Linked DNA regions of Zea mays: region 2 is linked to region 1. The links are chromatin contacts, called in public Hi-C maps. All regions are on one chromosome and are shown on one strand. Each heading gives the region's core, a stretch centred on a gene start, on an enhancer-like site or on the middle of the called end of the contact. The rest is flanking DNA. Distances are from core to core; before and after follow the strand shown. Region 1 has its middle 63 kb from the start of LOC100277340. Region 2 has its middle 52 kb from the start of LOC100216879.

Evidence for each region. A called contact is a pair of places that touch in the nucleus more often than the background predicts.
Region 2: a Hi-C map of bundle sheath shows a contact between it and region 1, with 3 times the contacts expected there. The contact joins two enhancer-like sites. A contact is called at or near these places in 2 of 25 Hi-C or Micro-C datasets (bundle sheath and endosperm).

Annotation. Positions count from the first base shown.
Region 1 is chr2:227,889,244-227,896,069 of Zm-B73-REFERENCE-NAM-5.0, reverse strand. No RefSeq gene overlaps it. Among protein-coding and RNA genes, the nearest start is that of LOC100277340, 63 kb to the right of the region's middle. Within about 2 kb of position 2,864, at least 16 of the 20 cell types and tissues checked have an H3K27ac peak or open chromatin away from gene starts, as enhancers often do. A contact at or near this core is called in bundle sheath, where this site is marked.
Region 2 is chr2:228,022,652-228,029,477 of Zm-B73-REFERENCE-NAM-5.0, reverse strand. No RefSeq gene overlaps it. Among protein-coding and RNA genes, the nearest start is that of LOC100216879, 52 kb to the right of the region's middle. Within about 2 kb of position 4,142, at least 17 of the 20 cell types and tissues checked have an H3K27ac peak or open chromatin away from gene starts, as enhancers often do. A contact at or near this core is called in bundle sheath, where this site is marked.

The DNA of each region.
Region 1 (6,826 bases), core at 1,615-4,114:
AGTTCGATTAAAGCCAAGGGAGTCACGTCCGTTGAGTTAACCATCGGGACTAAGACCATTGCTGTTGCATTCTTCATCGTCGATGTAGAAGGAAATTATAGTCTAATCTTAGGCAGAGATTGGATCCATGCTAATCAATGTGTACCTTCTACTTTACATCAAATATTGTTTCAATGGGTAGGCGATGATATAGAACAAGTACATGCTGATGCATCGGCCTACATCGTCGTGGTCGATGCCCCTGTGCTTTGGACCTATGAGACTGCCACATGTCTCATAGGAGTTGATTTTTCTGATTATCAATTCATAAGTATAGATAGGAAATGCTTCATTCCTGTAATGCTAGAGCCGATGGAGAATTGGCTAAATCCCAGATAAAGTTTAAATGATGAGTAAATCCGAAAGGAACATACCCCAGGTCATGGATAGTCCGACCCCCGAGGCCGGACGATCCAAGGTAAAACAAGAAGATTCACATGGCTCAGCCCCTATCACGGACAGTCTGGACCCTAAGGCCGGACAGTCCGACTGCTGCTAGAGAGTGCCGCAGCATGGGTCCTATGTCGCGGATGGTCCGGCCTTTGAGGTTTAGTGTTTAGGGTGTACTCCAAGGCCAACTTTTGTGAACAAGACCCTGGAAGCCGATCCTAGAAATGAAATGTTCGGTTTATTAAAAGAATATTATGATGTTTTGCTTGGAAGTACACCAAGATGCTAGGATTAAGCCGAGAGATAGTGGAGCATTGACTGCCTATTAAATATGGTTTTAGGCCTTTTAAGCACAGACCAAGATTATTTCGTCCAAACTTACTCCTTAGGATTAAGGACGAAATTCACTAGCTCTTAGAAGCTAATTTTATTAGACCTTGCAGATATGCGGAGTGGGTCTCTAATATTGTGTCGGTGGATAAGAAGGAATTTGGTAAGCTCAGAGTGTCCATTAATTGCCGCAATTTAAATAGAGCAACTCCTAAAGATGAATATCCTATGCCAATGTCACACTCAGATTTGAGGGGTAAAGCCGGGTGCGTCTCATATGTGCGCCAAAGAAGAACAACACATATAATTACCAAGTGTATAGAGATAAATGTCACAAACATTATTACATAGCAGAATTGTCTTACAAAAATAAATGAAAATAATAAAGCGATCTAATATTATTCCTTGGCGCCATTAAGCTGACTAGGAGACGCCACCTAGACTTCCTTGTACTCCTCGTAGTAGTCCTCCTCCTGGGCTACCTGCTCTTCACCTGTGGGGGTTATATATCGCAATGGTGAGCTCACGAAAGATCATAGGTCAACAATTTGTGGGGAATAATGTGTATAAACTCATCAAAGGTGGGAGCCCATGTGAAGTGTAAGGCCGATCAACAAATAATGGTTAAAGCTGAGCATTGCTTTTAATAAGTTGGCCAAGTTTTATTAGCAGTTACTAAATGTAAGTATATATCAAACTAGAGTAATAATAGATCAAAATTAATAATAAAACCACAATGCGATGGATATGATAGATTGAGTTTAATTCCATAAGTTAATCATGCGAGAGTCCTGAGCTGCTCATGACCGCGAGCACGGCTAGTATACCAGTTTTACACTCTGTAGAGGTTGTACCCTTTACCCACAAGTCATGCTACCTAGTTGCCAAGGGGTCTAGAAGTCCCATTCATCTCTACCGAGGACACGAGGTAGGGTAACACTACGAGGCTTTTACAAAGTTCCACTAGCTTCAGAAAACCCGCTACGGGTTTCTGAGAGTGGCATAGGAATCCCCCGTCTGAAAAGCCATTGCAGCATGATCAACCCGAGAACCTCCCTATACCCCCAACTCCCCTACCTCCCTTGCCCCTTTCGGGTAAGGTATACCTCCAATAGCTTTTCTAATTAGTCAACCAAAGGCGTCCCATTCCACCCTTGTGGTGGCACGTTTATCTCAAGTTAAGCCCCATGTTCCAATTAACGCAATAGTCTTATCATGAACATAATAAAATAACAATAATAAAGCATGATCATGAATAATAGGTATCTTAACATTCAAAACCACATATAGCAATAGCAGAAACTACCCAAGAAGTTCAGTGGTAAACAAGGTATAAAGATGACCAAACTAGGGTGACCTATTGGGTCCCATCAAAATTAAGCCTAAGCATGGCAAAGTGATTATATAGAACATTATTGGGTAAATCAAAGTGGTCAAGGGCACAACTTGCCTTCAACGAGTTCCTGCTCAGTATTTTCCACCTGCTGAGTACCAGGATCCTCGGTTGCTTGCTTGTCTACTCGCAACAATACAAACAAACATAGTATAGGAGAAATTAACATCACACCAAACATCAGAACATAATGCATAATAATATTATATGCATCGTAACGAGATCGCAGGTTCGAGAACCACTAAATTCGGAGTTACGATTAACAAGTTATGATTTTCCGAAGGATTAAGTGTTAGATATAAAACAAATTAAGTGCATAATTTTAATATGTTTCATAACAAAATAAAGTTACCAGATGATAAACAATATTATTATAAATTTAATGCAACTGGAATGGATCAAAAAGGAGTTAAAATGAATGAGTTATGCATTTTCTAAGGTTTTTAGAAGTATTTTGGCATTAATAATTAATTTCGAATTAACTTTACCAATTTCCCTAGCCCACTAGACAACGACCACTAAATTGTCAGAAGTTCGGGAGCCGAACCGTAAAAAACAAGGGTTTGATTGAATTGAAACCTAGGCTCCCGGGGATGGTGCGTTATTTTCTTTAATGTGCAAGGGCTCTTTTTGAAAAGTGTCAAGGCTGTGCAATCACGGTGCGCCCAGGCCATTCATCCGAGGATCTAGGGCTCGGATTATATGTTGAACCGGTATCCCCCGCCTACGATCAGATATCGATCCAACGATCCTTAATAGCGCAGGTCTGGATTTGATATGGATCACCCATCCTCGATCCAACGATTAAGAGTGGAGGCCATCCATACGAGCGGCAAATCCAAATCCCGGCCACAGAACACACATCCGATGGCCAGCAGCTCTTCTTCTACGCACGCAAACAGGCCCCTAACGACGGTGAACCAGCCAGCGGCGCGCCTTGCCGGAAAACTACCAAGGTGCATCGAGGGCTAAAACTTGCTGCACGCATACTCAATTGCCAGAGGGGCAAAGGCGAGGAAGAACATAGTGGTGTTTTTTTACCATGGTCCGACACAGGGGCGAGCAGTCCTCGCACCGCGGCAGTCCGGTCCGGTCTTCAACGTATGGCGATGAAGTCCTCCTCTCGAGTCTCCGTACACGCAGGGGAAGACCCCAGGCGCCCAGCGCGCAACCTTGCCGAACTCCTCAGCCCAACGTCGAGGCCCTTGTCGTCGTAGAGCGTATGCCAGCAATGTCGCCTCTCGACACTAGCCTTAGGGTTCCGGTCTCCTTCCAAACTGGTATGGCGCTCGAGAGGTTTGGAAAAAGGGAGGGTCTCAGATTACTTAGGTAGTGTTATGTCCTAGTTTTATTGTTGTTTGATTACAAAGTAACTAGAACGGAGTGACCCTAATTAGGAAATATTCTCCTCAGATCTAGAATCATTCTACTCCAAAAAATTAACCAGACGGATCCACTCCATTCTCAGCCCGCTCGTACCGTCACGGACGGAGCCTGCATGTTGTGATGAACTTCAGTGACTCTTCAACCAAACAAAAGAGGGAGCCGCTCTGTTCAATTTTACTCTGCAACCAAACAAAAAACAGAGCTGCTCCGTTCTAGTTTACCAAACACAGAACAGAGCGGTTCTGTTCCTAAAATCAGAGATAGAATGATTCCGTTCTAGTTGGCTTCTCAACCAAACACTACCATGTCGAGGAGGCGCTAGGATCTCAATAGAATCCGCTTTCTTCGCAATAAACCCAGCTGGCGGCTGTTATAGGGGTTTAGCCATCGCAACGGAGAAGGCTAACTCCACTCCATAGCTTGACGTCATCCCGGGTCGCGACGCGATTGGTTGAATGATTGAATCGCCATGCAGAAGTCCAATCGGTCAGTGGGACCGCAGCATGCGCGTGTGCCCACGACAGCTGGAGAGCGGGACCCACCGGCCAGTGGTGATAGCCGCCCACATGCGCTTGTGCAGGACTGAGCAACAAGACCGGCTTTGGGTGAGTATGGGCCCCGACCAGGCCCAATTTGGCATTTGGCTGTCCGGGGTTGTCAGTCTTTTTTATTATTATTGGTGTTGTTATTAGGGTTTTTCTTTCTTCTTTTTCTTCTTTTTCTTTCTTTTTATTCATTTTCTGTTTTATATTCTAATTTATAATTTGAATTCAAATTTAATTTATGATTCCTTTATTCAAATAAAATGCATCACATAAAATATCAGCATGAATGCACCTTCAAATTGTTCAACTTGATCTCTTTATTTACATATGCAAAAGAGAAGAGAGAAAAATTAATCACATAGGGTTTCATAATTTCCGAGACTTATTGTATAAATATTTTTTTTATTTCATCCAAATTTTGGTCTTTACAAATCCTACCCCTTAAAAGGAATCTCGACCTCGAGATTAAGATGAGCTAGGGAAAAGATTGGAAAAGTCTACTCGCAATTCTTCTTCTCTTTCCCAGGTAGCTTCATCTTCTCTGTGATGACTCCATTGTACTTTGCACATTTTGATCACCTTGTTCCTCGTGACACGAGTCAAGGTATCAATGATCTTGATAGGATACTTGATATAGGTTAGATCACCTTGCACACTAAGTTCTTCTATAGACAACTGCTCCTCTGGAACACGGAGACACTTCTTAAGCTGAGATACGTGGAACACATCATGGACATCAGATAGATGATCTGGTAGCTCAAGCTGGTAGGCCATCTCCCCAACTCGCTTAAGGATTTTGAAGGGTCCAATAAAGCGAGGGGATAGCTTGCCTTTAACTTCGAATCTTCTCATACCACGAATTGGTGACACCTTTAGGTATACATGATCATCCTCTTCAAATTCCAGTGGTCTTCTTCAGTTATCAGCATAGCTCTTCTGTCGAGTCTGTGCTATCTTCAAGTTCTGCCTAATCATCCAAACTTGTTCTTCTGCCTCTTGAATAATTTCAGGCCCAAAGAACTGTCTCTTGCCAGTCTGATCTCAATACAGAGGGGTTCTGCATTTTCTGCCATATAAAGCTTCAAATGGGGACATCTTCAGACTGGCCTAATAACTATTATTGTAAGAAAACTCTGCATATGGTATGCACTTGTCCCAACTACCACCATGCTTAAGGGCACAAGCTCTTAACATATCATCTAGTACTTGGTTGGTTCTCTCAATCTGGCCATCAGTTTGGGGATGATAGGTTGAGCTAAAATTCAAATTTCTATCTGTATTCTCATGAAGACTCTTCCAAAATCTTTAGGTAAACTGAGATCCTCGATCAGAAATGTCACAGAACCTCCCAAGATATTAGGCCCACCTACAAATGTCCTTGTCCTAAGGACTTCAGACAGTCATGCAGGTGCGCTCAATGGCTCGGCAGGTCCGGTTATCTGTATCTCCATCACATCGCCCAAGAGCGCTTATCCCATAACGCTGACATTACAGACCATCGGAGTAAAGCGCAAAGGATTACAATAACATAATTTACATTCATAAGTATTGAGTGCATAAACTTATTACATCATAGGAAGGCAAAACACCTTCCAAAGGTATGTCTTAGTTTTCTTCCTCTTGCTTTGGAAAAACCTTGGAGCAGAAACAGCAAAACTCAGCAGTTTCATCACCTACCACAACATGGGTTTGAAAACCCTGAGTACGAAGTGTACCTTCGCAAGTTTTACCCGTCTAAGGAAAAAGACTCTCAAGGATATGCTGGCCTTTGGGAACCAAGGTAAAGCTTATCAAGATTCAAAGACTCTTTTTTGAAGAAAAACTTACTATGAGTGGATCCTTAAGAATTGATTTTACTCATTAGGTTAAGTAATTACCTGCATCTAGATTCCTTTCTATTCTTAGATCAAGCACTTGGCCTACACTAGCCATCTTTTATCACCCCTTCAGTTCACTTGTTGCTACGTGTAGGGCAGTGACCGAGTCTTCATGTCCGAGAAGTAACGGCGATCTGAATCAATTAATACCCAGCTGGGGATCTCCAACCACATGACATATGTTGCAATTAACCCTTGCATATGTCAACTCGCACCCGGGTTTCTCAAGACCATAATGGGTTCACGCCAACTGAGAATACAGATACTCCACCGTCCAGCCTCTTGCCACGGACGGTACACGCTACTCTCGCCATCTCTCCACTCCCATTGCGTGGTAGCCTTTCTAGTATTGGTCCGACCGAGGCAAATCTTACCCATGATGAGGCATGTGGCCAGTTAAAAGGTCCTCGATCAGCAAGCCTACATCGGCTCGGTCCTTAAACGACTCAGACAGAGACACTACACCGAGACTTCCTTCTCGTGCAAGTCACCCGCCCGGTCTCGTCTTTATTACTTAAACCCCAAAGTTTGGTACCTGACAGAGGTACACCTTTCAGATGTTGAACCCATCACGGCCGTGATGGATTCACCATCATAAGTCTTTTCTTTGTAGAAATCCCCATCTAGTGTGAAGCATCATCTTTTTCAAAACAAAACATTTTGTTTTCTGCAGCAAGACTAAGCATCATGAAAATCCTTTTCATAAAGAGGTATCAAGGAATGATAATCAATTTTTTCCAAGGAAGGAAAATGCATCAATTGTTTAGCACACAACTCCTATCACCTAATGCATCATATAAGGTGATAAAGATTTTAAAACATCAAGGAAAGAGTAAAATGCACCGGGGCTTGCCTTGTGCTGTAGG
Region 2 (6,826 bases), core at 2,893-5,392, 130 kb before region 1:
TTGCCTTTGCTCTTGTATTGAATGAGAAGTGTAGGAGGCTTGGATGGCTTGAATGGTGGTGGTTGGGGGTATTTATAGCCCCAACCACTATTCTAGCCGTTGCTATCGATGGGCACACAGGACAGTCTGGTGGTGCACCGGGCATGACACTGTTCATTGTCTGGTGCCTGCCATGTCAGCAGACCGTTGAGGTTTGGAGCGGTTGACCATTGAAGTCCCTTGTCCTCTTGTGGCACCGGACAGTTCGGTAGCACACCGAACAGTCCGGTGCGTTCTGACTTTGTAGCTCTGACTTCTGACTTCTGCACTTTGCACTTTCACTGTTCACCGCAGTCGACCGTTGGGCGCAGTTAACCATTGCTCCATTGGCTCATCGGACATGTCTGGTGCACACCAGACAGTCCTATGAATTATAGCGGAGCGACTCCCAGCAAAACCCGAGAGCAACCAGTTCGAAGGGTGCTCGGCCTGGGCACCGGACAGTGTCCGGTGCACACCGGACAGTGTCTGGAGCGCCACTGGCAGCACCAATGCTTGTCTTTGCTCCAAACTTGTAGAGTTCGCCAACTTATTCTCTTTGTTGGTTTATGTTTAACTTTATGCACCTGAGATAAATGACAACTAGGCAAACTAGTTAGTCCACGTGGTTTGTGATGGACGTCAAACACCAAAATCGATTATAGGAAATGTCTAAGCCCATTTTTCTTTCAATCGATGATTTATTGAAGGATTCTCCAAGATTTCTAAGCCTAGGACCTCACTATTAGAGAAGGGAAAGGAGTTTAATTGGTCTCGTGAGTGTCAAGATAGTTTCAATCAACAGAAGTCAAGATTGATGTCACCCCAATGTTGATTATGCCAGATCTACAGAAGGGATTTGACATATATTGTGATGCATGTCGCTAGGGATTGGGATGTGTTCTTATGCAAGAAGGACATGTTATTGCCTACGCGTCTCGCCAGTTGCAAAAACATGAGTTGAACTACCCCACTCATGACTTAGAACTGACAGCCATAGTGCATGCTCTCAAGATTTGGAGGCATTATATAATGGGAACTAAGTGCCAAGTCTACACTGATCATAAGAGCTTAAAGTATATCTTCACTTAGAAAGATCTCAACCTTAGGCAATGTTGTTGTTTGGAGCTAATCAAAGACTATGACTAGGAGATTCACTATCATTTGGGCAAGGCGAATCTGGTTGCGGATGCCATGAGTCGGAAGGAGCATGTCCATGTAGCTATGGTTGCTTAGTTACCCGATGAGTTAGTAGAAGATTTTAGAAGACTCAACCTGGGAATAGTTGCACATACTAAAGGGATCACTATTGAAGTGGAACCTACTTTGGAGCAAGAAATCCACAAGGGTCAGATCGGTGGTGCTATAATCCAAGCAATTAAGGATCTGATGGCTGAAGGTAGAGGTCTAGACTTCATAGAGGATGAGCAAGGCACAATATGGTTCAAGAACCAGAAATGTGTTCCTGAGATTGACAGCCTTTGTGAGACTATACTGAAGGAATCCCATGACTCTGATTACTCTATTCATCCTGGTAGCACTAAGATGTATCAGGATCTGAAACAGAAATACTGGTGGTATGGGCTGAAAAGACACGTAGCTGCACACGTGGCTGTGTGTGATGTATGTCAAAGAGTTAAAGTTGAACATCAAAGACCAGCTGGACTGCTACACCCGTTAAAAGTACCAGAATGGAAGTGTGAAGAAATTGGTATGGATTTCATTACCGGGTTGCCTCGCACCCTGAAGGGTTATGATTCCATATGGGTCGTCGTGGATAGATTGACCAAAGTGGCTCACTTCATTATGGTCAAGACTACTTATAAAGGTTCTCAGTTGGCAGAATTATACATGGCTAGAATTGTGTGCTTACACAGTATACCGAAGAAGATTGTTTCTAATTGAGGATCACAGTTTACCTCAAGATTTTGGAAGAGACTTCATGAGAACATGGATACGAAGTTGAACTTCAGTTTAGCCTATCATCCTCAAACTGATGGCCAAACTGAGAGAACTAACCAAGTCCTTGAGGATATGTTAAGAGCTTGTGCCCTTAAGCATGGGGGCAGTTGGGACAAGAGTCTACCATATGCTGAGTTCTCTTATAATAATAGTTACTAGGCCAGTCTGAAAATGTTTGTATTGGGATCAGACCAGTGAAAGGCAGTTCTTTAGGCCTGAAATTATTCAAGAGGCAGAAGAACGAATGATCAGAGAGAACTTGAGGATAACACAGACTTCGCTGAAGAGTTATGCTGATAACCGGAGAAGAGCACTGGAGTTTGAGGAGGGTGACCACGTGTACCTTAAGGTGTCACCAATTCATGGAATGAGAAGATTCAAAGTTAAAGGCAAGTTATCCCCTCGCTTTATTGGACCTTCAGAATCTTTAGGCAAGTTGGGGAGATGGCCTACCGACTTGAGCTACCAGATCATCTGTCCGATGTACATGATGTGTTCCATGTGTCTCAGCTGAAGAAGTGTCTCTGTGTTCTCGAGGAACAATTGCCAATGGAAGAGCTTAGTGTGCAAGGTGATCTAACATACACGGAGTATCCTATCAAGATCATTGACACCTTGACTCGGGTTACAAGGAATAAAGTGATAAAAATATGCAAAGTGCAATGGAGTCACCACGGTGAAGATGAGGCTACTTGGGAGAGAGAAGAAGAGCTTCGAATAGAATTTCCCCACCTCTTCCCTAGTTCTTCCTAATCTCGAGGTCGAGATTATTTTTAAGCAGGGTAGGATTTGTAATACCCAATTTGTAAATAATAAAAAGAGAATTGATCTCCCTTATATGTTTTGCCTCTATTTATTATAACATGTCAATACCTATATTTAAAAGTGAATAATTAACAAATGTCACATAAATGACTGATGCATCATGTTAGAGTTTATTTGTTTGTGCATTTATAAATAATAATAATATTAATAAAAAATATATTAGTGTCCAAATTGGGAGTTAAGACCAAAATTATCATTTAGAAATTGAAAAGGATATAAAGAATAAGGGAAAATACTATATAAATATAAAGAAAATATATAACTAAAATAAATGCACCTGTTCATATTGGAAGGTGAATTTGCCTATGTGATCCAAATATGAACTCCACAACAAAATTTGAATTTAATTTGGAAATCTAAAAATAAAGAGAAAAGAAAACAGAAATGAGAAAAGAAAAGGGAAACAGAACGCGTGGGCATTGGCGCCTCGGCCCACTGGAATTCAACGCGCGCCCTGACCGGCCTAGCTTACTCGTCACAGCCACACAAAGTGCTACACTGACATGAGGTCCCTGCCTGTCAGCCTCCCTCCCTCGCCCAGCCATGTGGTCAACTGCCAGGTGGAGCCCTTAGGGCAGAAGCCGTTGCGGAGGTGGAATCTTGCCTGTGCATATGGCGTGCGGGACCCACATGTCATCCGACACGTAGCAGATACGAACCCGTGCGCTTCGGCCGGGGTTGTTAGGCTTGATCTCGTTTATCCCCCTTCTTCGCCCTACATAAGGATTCTGCCGATGTGCCCTGGGTCCTTTGTTGGTTCGCCACCCGCATCTAGCCAAAAAAAGCATTATCGTGGTGAAAGAGGGAGACAACGAGGGAGCGATTTGGGCCGCCACCGGTGGTTCTCGGCGGTGTCGGGTCTCCATCCTCGGGGTGTGGCCAAGGAGAGTCGTCAATGCCTAGGGAAGTAGTCTGCAACCGCAAATCAAGGGAAGGACCGACAGAGCTGGGTGAATTGCTCATCAGTGGGTTGCGGGAGCACCATACCGCGCATCGGTGTTGTTAGTACTCCCCTCATCGGCACCTCTGGTAAAGCTCCCTCCACTGGTTTCGCTTTCATCTCTACTTCGCGTATGATGGATTTGTTGCGAATTGGGAACACTAGGATGCAAATCCATAGTTCGCCGGTGTGGTGCGCCGCCGTGTAGGTGCATGCCGCCATCCTGGGCTATCGAGGGGAAGAGGATGCACGACTGCCGTTGATCTTGGGTTCAATGGTTGAGATTGGTAGTCGCGTACCAATTCGGTGATTTGATACGCACTGATAGATGAAGATCGGGCACGTGCGCATATGCCATGGTCAGTTGGATCCTAACCATTGATGCGTAATCCAAGGGCTGCGATTAGGTACTGTTTCTTCGTTCGCTTTGTTAAATCTGAACCATAGATCTGGAATCCGATGGCTCTCCTCGCGTGTCGCTTCATCGCGAGCGTGATTCTAATCTGAAGCGTAGGACACTGATCGGACAGCTCAGTTGTGTCGATACCCCTTCGATGCTGGCTTTTTGCGTATGAACCCCTCGGGTTTTAGTAAATGAACTCGTGGTCCACTGCTTATACAAAATAATCACAAGTGTGCCCTGTAAAATTGTAAGTAGACCCCTAAACTTTATGTTATTAGTGCGCGCGGTACAAAGGGTTAGAAAATCAGGGTAATGAATTTAGAAAACGATTTTCAGTGTAAAAATAATTCTCGAACCTTGTTTAATTCCTAGAAAATTCATTTTAACTCCTTTTTAATCCATTCCAGTTGCATTAATTTTGTATTAATATTATTTATCAGTTAATAACTCTGTTTTAGCATAAAACCTAGATTAAAATGAATCACATGGTTAATTTTGTACCAAACACATAAAAAGTTCAGAAAATCATAACTTATTATCCGTAACTCCGAATTTAGTGATTCTTGTTCTTACAATCTCATTGTGATGCGTAGAATATTATCATACAATATATTCCTCTATTTGGTGTGATGATTAATTTTTCTTGTGCCATGTTTGTTTATGTTGTGGCGAGTAGACGAGCAAGTGATTGAGGACCCAGGTGTTCAGCAGGTAGAAGTTACTGAGCAGGAGCACATTGAAGGCAAGTTGTGACCTTGACCACTTTTATTTACCCAATAATATTCTCTATAATCATGTTGGTATGCATAAGCTTAATTTTGATGGGACCAAATAGGTCACCCTAGTTTGGTCATCTTTACACCTTGTTTACCCCTTTACTTTTGGGTAGTCTTTGCTATTGCTATATATATATTTTTGGGTGTTAAGATAACTATTACACATGGTCATTCTTTATTATTATTGTTCTATTTCTGTTCATGATAAGACTATTATGTTAATTGGAACATGGAGCATAACTTGAGAAACACGTGCCACCATAAGGGTGGAATGGGACGCCCTTGGCTGACTAATTAGGAAAGCTAGTGGAGATCTACCTTACCCGAAAAGAGAAAGCGTAGTAGGGGAGTTGGCGTGTAGGGAGGTTCTCGGGTTGATTTTGCTGCGATGGCGGTCAGACGGGGGATTCCTGCATTACGCTCCCTCGAAACTATAGCAGGTTTTCTGAAGCTAGTGGAACTTTGTAAAGGCCTCGTAGTTGAAAGGGAAATGGACCTAATCATTTCCTATAATCGATTTGGTGGTTGACGTCGAACACAAACCACATGGACTAACTAGTTTGTCTAGATGTCATGTATCTCATGTGCACAAGGTTCAACATAAACCAAGAAAAAAATTCAGTTAGGGACACAATCAAATTTGGAGCAAAAGGACTTAGAGTGTGCTGCCTTTGGTGCACCGGACAGTGTCCGGTGCACCAAGCCAACCAGCAAACGAACATGCCACTCTCGGGAATTCCAGGGGCTCCCTCCGCTACAATCATGTGTGTACATTCACAAGAGGCCCTCGGTTTCGTCGCGGCACCATCGGTTTTAGTCATAACACCATTACTAGACGTAACCAATAAGAAGTCTCGCGCCACACAAATGGATTGAGCAAGGATGATAATATACAAACATACTCTACTTGTCAGAATAATTACAAGTAGAGAGTCAAATAGATCATGGACCGACGAAATGAACAAGGCATGGCCATAATTAACTTGATGAAAGGAGCATGACGGGAGACTCTTAATTCAGCCCCAAGCATATTTCTATGCCCATTGCAGAGATTACAAGATCAAGGATTAGTATCTATTAGATACCGAGGGAAACAATCATAAGATTAAGTTGGTTTGCCTTCGATAGATATGAGGAAACTAAAGGCATCATGGAGGGATAACGGAAAAATCAACTTTGGGTCATGGTTCACTAAATAAGAACATGGCCTAGTTTTGGGTTTATGCAAACAAGTCACCAACCTTCTATCGGCACATCAAGTACAAGAGCAAACACATATAACACCTAAATAGATTACCTAAAGAACGGAGGACAACTATTTCATCGAAGTTCATAGTACAACATTACACCACATTATCTACAATCACTGGTTACTGGAATAAAGATGAGGGAAGCATTTTGGATGTATAGGTGACAAACATGATGCAACAATCAGGATGCATGCTCGTCCTATGTGTCCTCACAAATTTTTAATCCATTCCAGTTGCATTAATGTGAAGGAGCCTCTTCGGAAGATCTGCAGAGCTGATTTCCGTGTGGCTGTTTGACTTCTGCGCAGCCTTCAGTATTTTGGCAATAACTTCTTCTAGGAATCTTCAAATGACGTGGGACTGGTTGAATTGGAAAGCTAACTTGATAAGCTTTCTCACCATATATAGCATGCTTAATGAAACTTCGTATAATGATGCAGTTTAATACGAAAACTTGGTCATCAAGCAGACTGTTGACCTTCTGACCAGTCAGCACTAAAGTAGGTCGGATGCCTTTCTGGTAGATGTGGTTAAGTCGGCTTTAGAAGCATTGGAAACTAGACTTCAAGAGCTTTCCGAAAAGTACTTATGGACCTTCATAGCTTTTGGGAATCAAAAGATATGACTGTTTCTTCTGGACGGTTCTGTAGCG